Linked DNA regions of Mus musculus: regions 2 and 3 are each linked to region 1. A link is a contact called in public Hi-C and Micro-C data. All regions are on one chromosome and are shown on one strand. The core of a region is the stretch at or near the end of the contact, and the rest is flanking DNA. Distances in the headings are between cores, read along the strand shown.

Region 1 (4,249 bases), core at 656-3,155:
GCTTCTTTTTTTTTTAGAGCTCATTATTGGAAAGAATAGAAGAACTCATTTTTTTCCTTCTCTTCTCCTTAATCTTAGTTTTAAGGCGTTAACTTAAAAGCCCTAAAATCACTTAGAAAACAGCTGCTGTAGCCTGGGTGGGGGGTAATAAGGTTTGCACTTGACTCCCCTCAAGTGCGTGTCCTCTCTCCCAATCAATAAACTCACTAACTTTGCTTCATTCTGACTCATCCTAACGTCTCTGCAGCAAGAATATAGGTGGCACTTGAGTAGAGGTCCCTGAGCGTCTGAGGGGTACTTGTCATGTGCAAGGTCAGCAACTTTAAGTTGTGCTCCCCGCTGTCTTGTCCCTTCTGCTAGTGAAATTAAATACTTATCCACGATTAGACCATACATTCACTTGACAAACTTAGTAAAGTAAGAGGGAGGTTTGAAACCATCAGTGTGGGGGTTCCTAAAAATTCTGAATGAAATCCTATTCTAAAAGTCAATTTTTCAGAAACCTTGATGTGCAACAGTGATTTTCCTATTCCCTAGGAAAACATTTAAAAAGATAGTGATTCAGAGAGGTCTTAATTCCCTACCTCAGACATAATCTCCAACTGGCGCAAAACTCAGTAAGGGATCCAGTCGCCAAAGTACCCCCCTAACACAGAATGAAAAGAACTGAGAAATGGGGGGGAAAGTCATAGATACATCTGGGAGAACCCAAACAGAGCTCTTCTTTGAAACTGAAAACCAAAAAGGAAGTACAACTGTAGGTTTTTATGGGATGTCATATAACGAATTCACATTAGGAGAGCTTTCTACTCTTTATTGTTTTCAGAGTTCAATCTCCACGGGGCGGGGGGGGGGGAGGGAGGGGTGGAAAGAAAGAAAGAAACAGTAGCAGGAAGAAAGCAATCTGACAAGAGATCAGCCCACATTGAAGCCCAGTCCAAGCTGAAGAGAACTGTATCGACAGTGAGGCTCCTATTGTAACCAATGTATTCATTTCCTCCCTAGGCCCTCGCTTTCACCCGGGAGGAACCCAAGGCAGGAGTCGTCCTTCACAGCTGTCACTTTGGTCAGCGCCTAGAGGTCTTGCTAATCTAAAAGACCTCGGAAGTGCAAATGAAGCCAGTCCCAGCATCACCACCTCGGACTCAGTGCCCTACTTTGGCAGGCACTGAGATGGGCAGTAACAGCCGGCCCGGGGCGGGGGTGGGGCGGACCCGGGAACACACTCAGCCTCAGCAGGACGTTCCAGAAGGAACCCCGAAGTGAGAACCAGAAACTTCCCCCCGCGGCGGGAGGCCGTGAGCTGCGGCACGTGCTCGCCGGGCTGCGAGTGTTCGCCCGGGTTGCAAGCGCCGCCCCGGCCGCGGGGAGGGCTCGCACGCAGCCCTGCGCGGCCGCGCCTCACCTGGACCCCGGTGTAGTTCTCGAAGAAGAAGAGCACCATGTTCTGGTAGACGCAGTAAAGCCGGTCGTCCACGCGCTGGTACAGGCGGGCGGGCATCAGCGCGGAGAGCACCCGCCACAGCGTCCAGGCCAGCAGGTAGGTGGGCGCCGAGCCCAGCAACAGGACGCTGGGGAGCAGGTAGCGCATAGAGTACGTGTGGAGCACCAGGGACAGCAGCATCCTCTCGGCTCGCCAGCCGCGACTCCGCCTGCGTTGCCCGCGCGGCCACCAGGACCTCAGCCACCGCCGGCCGCCCGCCAATCACTGCGCGGGGCCGGCCGCGCCGCCGCCCTCCGCCCTGGCTCCGCCCCCAGCATGGGCCGCGGGGGCCCGGGACCCGGCGGGGACAGTGACGGCCTCTGCTCGCCGCCTTGGAAAGGGCACGCCTCGGCTTGCCGGGCGCACTCGCCTCGGGGTGCTCGCTTTGCTCCGCGCGACCCGTGCTTGTCAGCGGGGAGGCGGGGTGAAGCAAGGCTCCCGGGTAATAAGGCGCCTCCTGATTGGCCGACTTATGGGCGTAATACGTGTTCTGATTGGCTCGGTCCCTTGGCCTCGTCACGACGCATGCTCGACTGCGAATGCTGGCTGGGGATGAGCCCGGGAAGAAGTGAGGTGGTGGGTTTTGGCCTGTGCTGGCGTGCGAGAGCTGCGTGGAGACACGAGGATGCTTCCTGCAAGACACGCGTGAGCCGACTAAGTCGTGGAGCACAGGAGGAGCTCGATGCCGCAGGTTATGGACAACTGCAGCGTCTTCGCGTGCCGGAGGGCCACCCGTGCCCCCACGTGCATAGGAAGCACACCTTCCCTCCTCTTGGCTGTTGCAGAATGAGGCTGGGTCCGTCTCCTGTACCCTTGGTTCACCTTTCACGGGACTGTCACCTCCTTGTATTAAATCTTTCAAAGCCTTAACTTTTGCCCTTTAATAACCTCTTGCTCTTTAACTTGTTTCTACTGTGCGTTTTCCTAATATCCTACATTTCTTCTTTTCAATGTGTAGGAAAGTATTTCCCTATACATGTAGGATCCATAAGTTCTCTTCCCTCCAGAAAACTAGAATAGTTAAGTAACAGCAAAAACTTATCCAGGGGCCCAGGTCCTTTCACTGCCCTAACTAGTGGAGACCAGATAATTCTATACAAGAAGGTATAGAAGGAAACAGGTCAGTGCGCACGCTCAGATCTGTATAAAGTACGTTTTAAATATGTGGGTGTGTGTGTGTGTGTTGGTTTCTCTAAGTGACCCTAAGGTCACTTATTCTGCCCCTAGTTTTCTCCCTTTCCACACCACTGACGCCTGTGTCTCTGCTTCCTTGCCTTGGATTTCCCTTCATCTTTTGCCCCATGTTTCTTTCCCATCACCTCTGAGATGCGCTTCATAAGGCATACAGGTGACTCCTGTCATTAGCACACTATGTCAGATGGACGTGCTTAGGAGTTTACACGATATCAGAATGTATTGAATGACAATAAATTTCACTAAGTACAGTGGCTTCGCTGGCACCAGAGAGGCCCACTTTACTCTGTAGCCCTTGCTAAGGGAAACACAGGTTCTTTTATTGCAGTCTTAATTACTAATATTAACTCTCAGATCACACATACATCACTCTGTAAGTATATCTCTGTTTACATATGCATATATAGGTTACAGTGACTACAAAGAGTTAGAAAGAAGAAAGGAGTTTTAAAAGCCTTGGGAAGCCAGTGCTGGAGAACTGACAGGGCTATAAGAGTGTCTGTCACGATAACATGAACCACAAACCCAGCTTTAGGGGAAAAGCAGCTGTTGGTGGGTCACAGATATGACAAACTGTCCAGTTTAATGAAGATGCAGAGGTAAAAGGGCAGGCAAAGGAACTGTCAAGACAATTCACTGTCAGTTCAGCAGACCAGTCCAGACAAAGGAATTGTTTGACAGATAGACTGTAGATTCAGATTGGCAAACAAGAGTTCAGGAAGACAGGAATTGAGGTACACATCAAAAAAGAAGGGACTGAGCCAACCTGAAGGTCTCTGGAAATTCAGGGGTTCTCTCTCTGTTGGCCTATGACATTCTGCAAATAGTCAGATGATCCATTTGTGGGAGCATTTACTTGACAATGTTAAGAGTCAACTTTTGTCAACAGAAAAACAAGGTACCTGAGGGCCCCCTCTCCTTTCCCAACCATAAAGTTTCAATTTTCTAGGAATGTCTGTAGAAATTACATTTGTAAGGAAAGGACATGTGGCTTTTCCCTTATCAGATTATAACCCTGTCTAAAACGTCTCTGGGGCCACCTCATGTTTTATCAGAAGAGAGGAGACAGTAAGATGGTTCTGAACATCTGTACTCAGGATTGACAAACCTTAGTGATTACAGAGCCCATGTGGTGGAAGGAGAAAGTGAATTGGAGATTGTCCTGTGACCTCTACAGGTGTCCATGGCATGCACCCATACACACAGATAGCTGTAAAACTAGACAAATAGGAAGGTGTTCTGGTGACTCTTAGATGCACAATCTGAGAACCACTATAGCTTATCTGGATAATACTAACAATGTGAGCCTGTGTGTTTTTTTTAACCAAAAAAAAAAAAAAAAAAACAAAAACCCTTTATGCTTAAGCTTACATTAAAATACCTGTAATAAAATTCCCAGCTATGTTTCACTATAAATTCTTTTCAACATCAAATCCACTAATCCTGGTTTAGCCCGAGCTGAAGTCCCTAAAATCCAGGGGAACTCCTCTGGCTGCCGAGGATGACAGTGTGATAGTCTTCAGGAACAAAAACCAAGGTGAGGCTTGAAGATGATAAAATCTAGAGATCTTG
Region 2 (4,355 bases), core at 670-3,169, 78 kb after region 1:
TATGATAGGCATGCACATGTACAGAGGGACAGGCAGGGCAAGGTTCACGATAGAGACTAAGAAGCTATGGTTTGTGGGAGGGCAGGCTGGCTCTAGTGTGGGTAGGGAGAAAGAAGGGAAGAGCTGTAACTGGCAGAGAGCAGGGTCAGAAAGCACTTCAAATGCCACATACTCTGGCATGACCTTGAACCTGCCAACAAGAGGAAATTTAGCAGCAGGGTGGAATTTGATGGTGTCTGTTTTCTAAGACACATTTAAAGGACCAATAAAAGCAGAGTCAGGCATACAGAAAGCAAAAGGCAGTGATCCTCATATATAATGGGATATACATGAAGAACAAAGGTTTTGGACTCTGACAAGGGACTGAGGTGCATATTTTACATACCAAAGCAGACCTGGCCCCAAGGTTGCCTGGCATCCCTCAGTCCCTAATTAGCATACATAATTAGCATACCTAATTAGCATATAATATCTTATATAGATAAAGGATATTTGGTGCCTCTCTCTTCTCCACTTCTCTCTCTGTGTGTATGCTCCGCCCCCTCTGTTTCTCCATAGTGACTTTCCTGGCCTTAGATCTTGGGGGCCAGTGAACTCACCTATCTTTATGAGAGAGCAGAGTCTCAATAAATCTGCATTTAATATAACCTACTTTGCTTTGAATTGGCTCATTTCACCTGCAGAGAGATAATCTCTCAAGTATCACCAGGAAGGTGCCCTCATGCCAGGTAGTGAATGAAGCCCCACCCTGCTGGCGCTGGCTCTTAGCCCTTAGGCAGTTAGTTAATGCCTGATCTGTGGGATCTGCGCATGCTCCTTCCTGAGGCACGACTCTGCCTTGTCACCTGTCTCCACACAGGCTTGGTTACTAGCCGTGAACTGGTCACCAGCCTCACATCCTGCAGGATACACAGCAATTCAGATAGGACCTGGGTCCTGCCTTCCCTTATCCCCGCCCCCCCGCCCTCCCTCCCTCCTCTCCATCGGATCCCATCCCAGCACTTCACTCAAGTGCTACCAGGAGCAGTCACTTGACAGAAAACTCACAGGTATTTAATACACCCACCATGTGGTGCCAGGGTGGCTGGAGATTTTTACACATCTCAAAGCACCATCTAGACCCGAGTTTTCAGACAGAAACAAAAAACAAGACAGAAACTCAATGATTTCTGCATATGAAACAAAACGGTGTCAGTCAGCCCGAGATATTTCTCAAACTTTTTAATGCTGTGGGTCTATCATTCAGTTCCCGTGGCCAAAAGCCAATAGAAAACAGAGAAACAAACCACAGCGCTTCTCATCTTGATTGTCTCTATACGATTCCCTGATTCCCCAGAGCGACAGTTACCATTTCAGGCAGATTCTCATTTTATTTCACGTTTCCTTGTTTTGTAAGTTGATAAGTACAAAAAAAGTATCAATATGGTTAAGGGGAGGCTGCCCGACCTGCTCTGTTTAATCCTCATAGCTTATCTTTAAAAAATGTACACAACCTGTACATTTTTTTAAAAAATTACACAATCTTTTTAAAGCTCTGTGTCATTTCCTACCCCACCTGACCCTCGTGACTCTGCAAAAAAGAAAAAACAAACCAGAAGATAAAAGTCAGCGCAGGGAAAGCTACCAGTGGCGCTGCCAACAGCAGATGACTCAAGCGGCACCTGAGAATTTGTTGTGCTTGTGTGTTCTGAGGCTCCGAACTTCCTGCTTCAATAAAATACCAAACAAGTTGTGCTTCCTTCACAAATAAGCTATTACATCAAGCCCTGTTCCTATAATTTCACGGTTTTGTCTCCATTCCAACATTTTCTTTGGCAAATGTAGAAACATTCTAATTAAAGTGTGCAGGAAAACAAGAGTCACCCAGCGCGGGAAGACCACGCAAAGGCACATTCGCGCCTTTCTCGCTTACGCTGTGCTCAGCTCTGCTTTAAAACAGTTGGGGACGGCGACACGCAGTCCCTGACTAATTCCTAGGTAATGGTTTGAAGAAGCCCTGAGTCACTTGGGAAAAAATTCCAAAGGTATCAATAATTCCTGTCACAAGCTTCGCATTCCTGAAGAATATCCTTCCGTCTGCCCTAGGAGGAAGGCATTCCTCTTAGGTCAACACGTAACATCAAGGTTTCTTTTTAAGATATTGAAACGAGGAAGAGGCCTTCCTATTTATATGACTGCGGAAGTGGGTTGGAAGCCAAGTTGAAAGGACAGCCTCATTTCCCAGGAGCTCTTTACATTTTCGCTTTTATGAAGACCTTTAAAAGCCCCACTTGTATTTACTTTGAGAAATATCAGCCGGGCGTGGTGGCGCAATATCATCTAAATAGGGCCAGGGGTGGGGTGGGGTATAAAATACATAGCTTAAGTAGCTAGAAGCCAGCAGCACTGTACCCCATTCTCTCTGTCCCCAGCTAAGCAGGGGCAATTGTGCATTTTGCTTTTCGGTCATAAAGCACCGTGCTGTGCGATGCTGTCCTCCAAGCATAACAGCTATTTTAACCAGAGAGATTGTGACCACTCACAAGAGAACCTCAAGGTTCTAGCATTGACATTACCAACAAGAAGGAAGCAGTGGGAAGGGTTATGGGACCCGTACCTGAGAGTTCCACTTGTCCCTCTGGTGTCTAGCTCCCAGCCTGTTTAATTCTGCCCCGGCTGCACATGGTCTCCTGGTCTTCGGAAGTGGTAGCTAGCATACACAGAGGGCTAAGTGAGTGTATGAGAGCTCCACACATGTGTCTATGCAGCTACATGTCATCCATATGGAGCATCCATGCTAGACTGAGACTTTCTGGGGATGTAGCTGACTTGGGGTTACCCACATTTCTTTTAAGCAAGGGCAGTCATTCTATTGGTCCTCCAAGCTGGACTTGAGTGGTATCCTCTCATCACTTGGGCCTGATTGGTGGCCTGTCTGGGAGATAAATATGTTTCTGTTCACATCTCCCCAGGCAGAGTTTGTACAACACACTGTATTTTGCAAAGTCACAAGCTAAATCACATTTGATGGGTAAGCCACAGCTGGGGCTGTCTCTAAGGAGTCTGACCACATTCTCCAAGTGCTGGTTACCTCTTAGTTCTACAGAGCAGAGGGGCACCCACAGTAAGGTCACACTCTCACATGCTTCTCAGATGATGGATTATGGTGGCTGATACTACTGCTGTCCTGAGGTCACTGACAAGCCATGTTTCACCTACATGCCCCAATGTCTTCAGCTGAATAGCAAGAGATGAGGTTTCATCTTCTTCTCTTGCATGGGAAGCTGAAATGGTCTTCCAGAGGCTTCCTCACTCAAGGGAGAACTCTGCTTTACACTGTCAAGGGCGCTCTCCAGGGACATTCACCTTACAGCTATCGGCCATTCTCCTGGCAAGAGTCAGGGGGAGGAATGGAGGCACAGGGTGGGGGTGCAGGAGCTGGTCCACACTCTTCCTGGGCCCTCAGCTCTGACACTCTTGTTCTGTACTGGGGCTCTGCTGCTGTCCCTTCCAAGAGCTACACTACAGACACCCTTTCCCAACCCCGGCTCATCAAGTGGACCTTTGGAAAGCTTTGTCTTGGGAAGGGTCCCACTGAGGGTCTTGACTGGGCCTCATGTTGGTCACTCTTATGTCCATTCCTCATAGTTGTGTTTATGGTGCATGTGGGGGATCCTCCCTTCATTGAGGGGGCTCTGAAATACTGAGATAATGTTGATTTAAAAGGATGAGATCATTCTGGAAAGAGGCTACCTAACTCAATGCACACTGATTAGGAGATGGCTCTACATCATGTGTGTTGCCGGAGTAGGAGAGTGCAGAGTCCAAAACCCAAGAGTTTGCTTTTTGTTTCCCAGGGGCTTACAGTTTAGAGAGACAGGTGCAAGAAGGGGCCTAAGAGGGGCTTCTCCGGAAAGAGACTTTGGGTGGTCACATTATTGATGGTATGCACTTTAAGGAAGGAACTGTATTCAGAAGTGGCTTGATGGTGGCAGAGGCTGAGGTGTCAAGACTTCCCTGAGGCAAATGCTGCTAGAGAGGAACAAACCAGGAAAGCCAAAGGGCTCTCTCTGCCCAGGTCTTTCCCGGAACCAGCTCTCAGCTTGTTGGCTCTGACTGAAGCAGTAACAGGCCCCAGGAGAAGTTCAGGAATGCTCAGGGGGAGTAGCTGTTTGGGTCTAGTGGGGAACTCCAGCACTCCAGGCTGTTGGCCACTTTCCATCCTTGCACCACCACCAGTGTTTCGAGGCAGAGCAGGATCTGGCTGGCACAAGGCCCTCATGAGACACATTTGTTATCTGTGGCCACAGTGAATAGAATATCCATGTATCTGGTGATAAGATGGGTATGGGAGTCCTGGGAACTCTGCCTGACAG
Region 3 (4,464 bases), core at 842-3,341, 120 kb after region 1:
TAAATTACACAGCCTGCAGTCCACTCATCCCAAGTGCACACTTTGATGAATGTACTCTCACATGTCTGTAACGACACCCTAGCCCGGCATACAGAGGGGGCCCAGCATAGCTGATGGGGTTGGGTTCCTCTCACTGGCTGGTTCTTTTCCGCTCAAGGCTAATCTTTATTTTGCTACCCATGATAGGTTTTAGATTTCCTATAACTGGAGCAGTGCAGCCTGTACTTCTGCTCGGTGATTCTATTTTTCAATGGCTCATTCACGCTGTTGCATGCATTGAAATGTGCTTCCGCCATCACTGGGGAGTGATTTGTTATACAGCCAGGTTTTCACACCCATGTGTAAGTTCAGGTGGACGTATGCTCTTTTATGGAAGTCAATACTTCAATACTTCTCTGTTGGCCAAACCCATGTGCTATACCTTACACTGTTATCTTTGGAGTCTATTGTTAGAATGACTTAAAAGCAGACTGGTGTGAAGTCCAAGATCAACTTATTTCCTAATGAAATTGGCCACTCAGGGCCCATGCTGAGTGGTGGTCGTGCTGTTCAATCTGGAGGCGTCAAGGGGGAGCTCTGAAGAGAGGGATCACCTCAGTGGGTTGAAGTCCTGGACAAACACGTAATGAATCTCCCCAAGGTTATGGTCAGGGTTAGAACGGAGACAACAGAAGGCCCGAGTGATGGGAAAGTGAGATGGGGGAGGAAGGACGGGCTCGACTGTCCACTAGCTTCTCACTCAGGCCTGATGTTGCTACCTTGCCGCTGTTTTCAACCTTTCCCATCATCAAGGCGTAGGGAAAGACTGGCATATACAAGTTTCCCAAACTAGAGCTTGCTCCTGTGAACTCTGAGAGCTTTCTTCCTTTCGTAGGTCTTCCTGGATAGCACTGCCCTCCAACAGGTGAGGTGTGCTCACTACACACAGCTCACACGGCTCAGAACTTCTCTCTGAGAGCCGGCTGTCCCCTGCTGCCAGGGCAGTTACCAGGACTACTCGACATGCAGGGAAGGTACCAGGAGAACAGAGTTCCTTGGCTGAAACTGGCCCACGTGGGGCTCCTGGCTGCTGGGGATAAAGGGTAGGGAGGATTCGGGTCCTCACTTCTGCTTTTCCATTGTATTTCCAAGGCAGCTGTTGCCTTAGTAGGGACTTTGCCCTCTAAGGCAATGTGAGTCATCAAAGAGGCTGGGGGCTGAAGGATTGAGGAATGGGGAAAGATCTTGGTTGGTCTGCACCTCGCAGCTGGAAAATACTGGAACAGAAGCAAAGCACTGGGAGCAAATTCTCCACTTCAGCTCTAACTTTGGCCTTGAACGTCACCCCAGGTGGGGGCCAAGATTCAGAGGAACGAAACACTCAGAATGTGGATCCCAACAAGCAGTAAAACCCCAGGGCAGGTCCTTCTACCAGGGGACTCAGTAAGTGACAGAGATGCAACATTAAAGCTGGCACCCACACTTTGTAAACTTGACACTGAATTCCTACAGCCGAAGGAAACTGTCGAGATCAAATTAAAGCAGATCATGGGGATTTAGGCCAAGTCACAGGATAACCGCAGTGAGCTTTGGCTTGAAAATGGGGCAGGATGAGTCATATTTTGATTAAGACAAACAGATCTAACAATACGAAAAAAACAAAAACCAAACTCTACTACTGCAGTCTTCTGTGTTTGCCCCTCATTCCCACAAAGTACGCCAAGCAGGGCAAACTCTGAGTGAACTGTGGGGCTAATGTCATTGTGGCTCTGAAAAAAGAGGTCCACTTAGATGGCCTCAGTGATATCATTAATGAGCCCCCAAAGAAGTAGCAGACTGGGCCAGCTGCTCTGTGATCCCAAGTGGTACCACAGCCCCTAGCCTCACTGGTAAGTAGAATATAATTCTTAAAACTCACTGTCCCCCTTTATTTTGTGAGTAAAAATCCAAGCACGCAGGAGAAAAATCAGTTCTGAATGGCACGCTTTTTATAACTTGTGGCAGCAGGGTGAAAGGGCACAGGAATTTTCCACTAGCTTCCAACTGAACAGCCCTGCATGCAAGGCAAGAGGGCTGGGGAGAGGGGCAGACCTCCGAACTGCATCTAATTATGGGAAAATGACTCAGGTCCCTTGTACTTTCACCACAAGCTTCTGGAGAGGCACGCCGAGGCTTTCCCTCAGAGACGGCTGTGGCGCTCAAGTCAATGTGGCTTTCCTATATAACTGAGTGTCCTAGAATTGTTCACCTAAGAACAAGTGAGGACTGGATGGGCGCACTGTAAATCATGAGCAAGCAGTAGTTGGCAAGATCGCCCTTTGAAAGCCAATGCCCACTTCTGCACTTCTGCCTACCACAAAATGCACTGGCCAGGGGCAGGCGGAGTCCCACGGCACCACACGCTGCTCTGAGAACATGCCATCAGGTACTTGGGAAAGCTGCTCACCTGAAGGGGGATAGGGCCTCAAAGCATCACAAGCTAGAAAAACACTCAAGTCTAAGACCTCTTCTAAGGCCCCGCTAAGGTCTTAGACACTCTGCACTTCTGTTCATGTTTCTAGTTTGCTGACAAGCACACAGATAGCAACTAAAGGCAATGTCTTGACTGGAGGCAGGGAAGGAGGAGGAGGGCTGGGTCTCCAATCGAAATCCCACAGAGGGCAAGGCTCTGGCCAATGTGTTTCCACTTTTCTTAGTTCCTGGTATCCAGAGTGTCTCAGTAATTATTACTTCTTTCATAGCACCCCTAGGTTGAAACAAATACTTAATAAATGAATTGACTAGTACATTAGGTCCAAATGATTTAAACACTTAGCAGTCATTTCAACACATAAATGCACACAAACTGCAAGAAATAAATGACCCTTTGTTTACTTTTTTTTTTTTTGACAAAGTATTGTTATGTAGTCCAGGCTGACCTTCAGTTTGCCTCAGCCTTCTGAATGGAGTTGTTTCTTAAGTATGAATGGAGTGGATTTAGCCTATAGGCAGCACAATGTTCCTTTGGAGTCAAAGTGGACACTGCCCCAGTGAGTTCTAGTTCATCTTCTATCCTGCCAGGCTTGCTTTCTGCAAGAGCGGCCACCAGAAACTCAGCTTCACAGAAGGACGATCAGACATTACAACTGGGGGGCTCTGAGCCTCTGGCTCCTCTAACAGTAGACAGAGTTGAATGCTGTGAGTTTTCCTTGAGCATTTTAAAACTCCCCTCCATGGTATTGTCTGCTCACTGCAGGCACTCAGGATGCCTTAGTGTGGACTTTGGAGTCTGTGCTAATTTGTTCAACTTGACTCCTCCTCCTCCTCTTCCTCCTCCTCCTCTTCCATTCAGAGCAAGGCCTCATGTAGCCCAGGCTATCCTTGAACTCATTATATAGTGGAGGATGTCCACAAACCTTTGATCCCTCTGCCTCCACCTCCTAAGTCCCAGGAGTACAGGTGTTGGTGACCAAAACTAGCTTATATGGTGCTAGGGACTGACCCCAGAGCTTCATGCACACTAGGTAAGCACTATAAATGAGCACTACAACTTGCCATTTATATGACAAGCTCCTCAGTATCTCTATGTTACTTTTCCCAACGAGGAATGGAAAACTTAAACAAGCTGGCCCAGGAGCTCCTATGGAGCTGAGCTGCAACTTGCCTCTCCGTGGAGATGCCTGCAGGAGAGCTTCAAAGACAGTGGCAAGTCCCTCCCTAGCCACTCGGTCCTGGCACAGCCAGGCTTCCACATTGCTACTCAAAGCATGACACACTTAGTGCACTGGAGGAACCCAAGACAGAATTAAATCCACCCAGCTGGCTCGTATCACTTCCTCAGAGCGCTGCGGCCTCACTCCACCGAGCACCGGGCAGAGCCACCATCCACAGTACAGCTTAAGTTCTCTCTGCCACTGGACTCCATCAAATGCAATGCATGACTCAGACATTTCTTTATTTGTTATTTATTTTTAGACTAATGGGAACTGTATGAATTCTTTCTTGGGCTTCCAAGGGCACATGCCTTTTATGCTTGATCCGGAAAGAGTCATGTTTCGGAATGCTAAATTACAATTTACCTAACTGAATCCTTTAACTGTCCTCAGGCAGCTAGAACAGTTTCATCCACAGTTCAAGGCCAGTGAACTTGAATCCCCAAGTTCATGCTCCAGGCGTTACGCAGGTAGTCCCAGGTAAAAGGTACAAACTCACCCATGTTAAGCAAATACTCCCGATCACAGCTAAATACATTAAAGGTTTCATTTTCAAACATCTTGTCCTTTAACGTTCTTCTGGTTGAGTCAGAAAATGCAGGGAATACATAGGGCATGATAACGTCAAGCTCACAGTTTGATATTATCTTTAAAATGAGAATTCATCCGATAATTTATACCTAGGTCAACATGTGAAATATCCTGTCTGTAATCTTTGTGTGTGCCTGTGTGTGTGTACATGTATGTGATTATTTAAGCATACACAAAGCTGTCTCCTTTGGCCTAAGCATAC

Evidence for each region. Hi-C and Micro-C count contacts between places; a contact is called where the count stands out from the background.
Region 2: a Hi-C map of muscle stem cells shows a contact between it and region 1, with 2.5 times the contacts expected there. The contact joins the enhancer-like site here to the promoter of Agpat5 in region 1. A contact is called at or near these places in 1 of 39 promoter capture datasets (macrophages), 4 of 484 Hi-C or Micro-C datasets (muscle stem cells, nephron progenitors and rod photoreceptor), 1 of 115 datasets of contacts at active chromatin or transcription factors (embryonic stem cells) and 3 of 9 other capture datasets (adipose tissue, liver and pancreatic islet).
Region 3: a contact with region 1 is called in a Micro-C map of muscle stem cells, with 5 times the contacts expected there. The contact joins the enhancer-like site here to the promoter of Agpat5 in region 1. A contact is called at or near these places in 3 of 39 promoter capture datasets (frontonasal cranial neural crest, hippocampal neurons and neural stem cells), 4 of 484 Hi-C or Micro-C datasets (muscle stem cells, nephron progenitors and stem cell-derived neurons), 3 of 115 datasets of contacts at active chromatin or transcription factors (the SCID.adh cell line, embryonic stem cells and epiblast stem cells) and 3 of 9 other capture datasets (adipose tissue, liver and pancreatic islet).

Annotation. Positions count from the first base shown.
Region 1 is chr8:18,843,935-18,848,183 of GRCm38.p6, reverse strand. Agpat5 (1-acylglycerol-3-phosphate O-acyltransferase 5 (lysophosphatidic acid acyltransferase, epsilon)) reads right to left here and starts at 1,905. Exons shown (of 8, transcript NM_026792.3): 1 at 1,406-1,905. The coding sequence starts at 1,624.
Region 2 is chr8:18,765,470-18,769,824 of GRCm38.p6, reverse strand. The region is part of intron 12 of Mcph1 (microcephaly, primary autosomal recessive 1); the gene reads right to left. Among named protein-coding and RNA genes, the nearest start is that of Angpt2, 26 kb to the right of the region's middle. Within about 2 kb of position 1,919, at least 61 of the 459 cell types and tissues checked have an H3K27ac peak or open chromatin away from gene starts, as enhancers often do. A contact at or near this core is called in adipose tissue and muscle stem cells, where this site is marked.
Region 3 is chr8:18,724,223-18,728,686 of GRCm38.p6, reverse strand. The region is part of intron 12 of Mcph1 (microcephaly, primary autosomal recessive 1); the gene reads right to left. The region is part of intron 1 of Angpt2 (angiopoietin 2); the gene reads left to right. Among named protein-coding and RNA genes, the nearest start is that of Angpt2, 15 kb to the left of the region's middle. Within about 2 kb of position 2,091, at least 69 of the 459 cell types and tissues checked have an H3K27ac peak or open chromatin away from gene starts, as enhancers often do. A contact at or near this core is called in adipose tissue, muscle stem cells and neural stem cells, where this site is marked.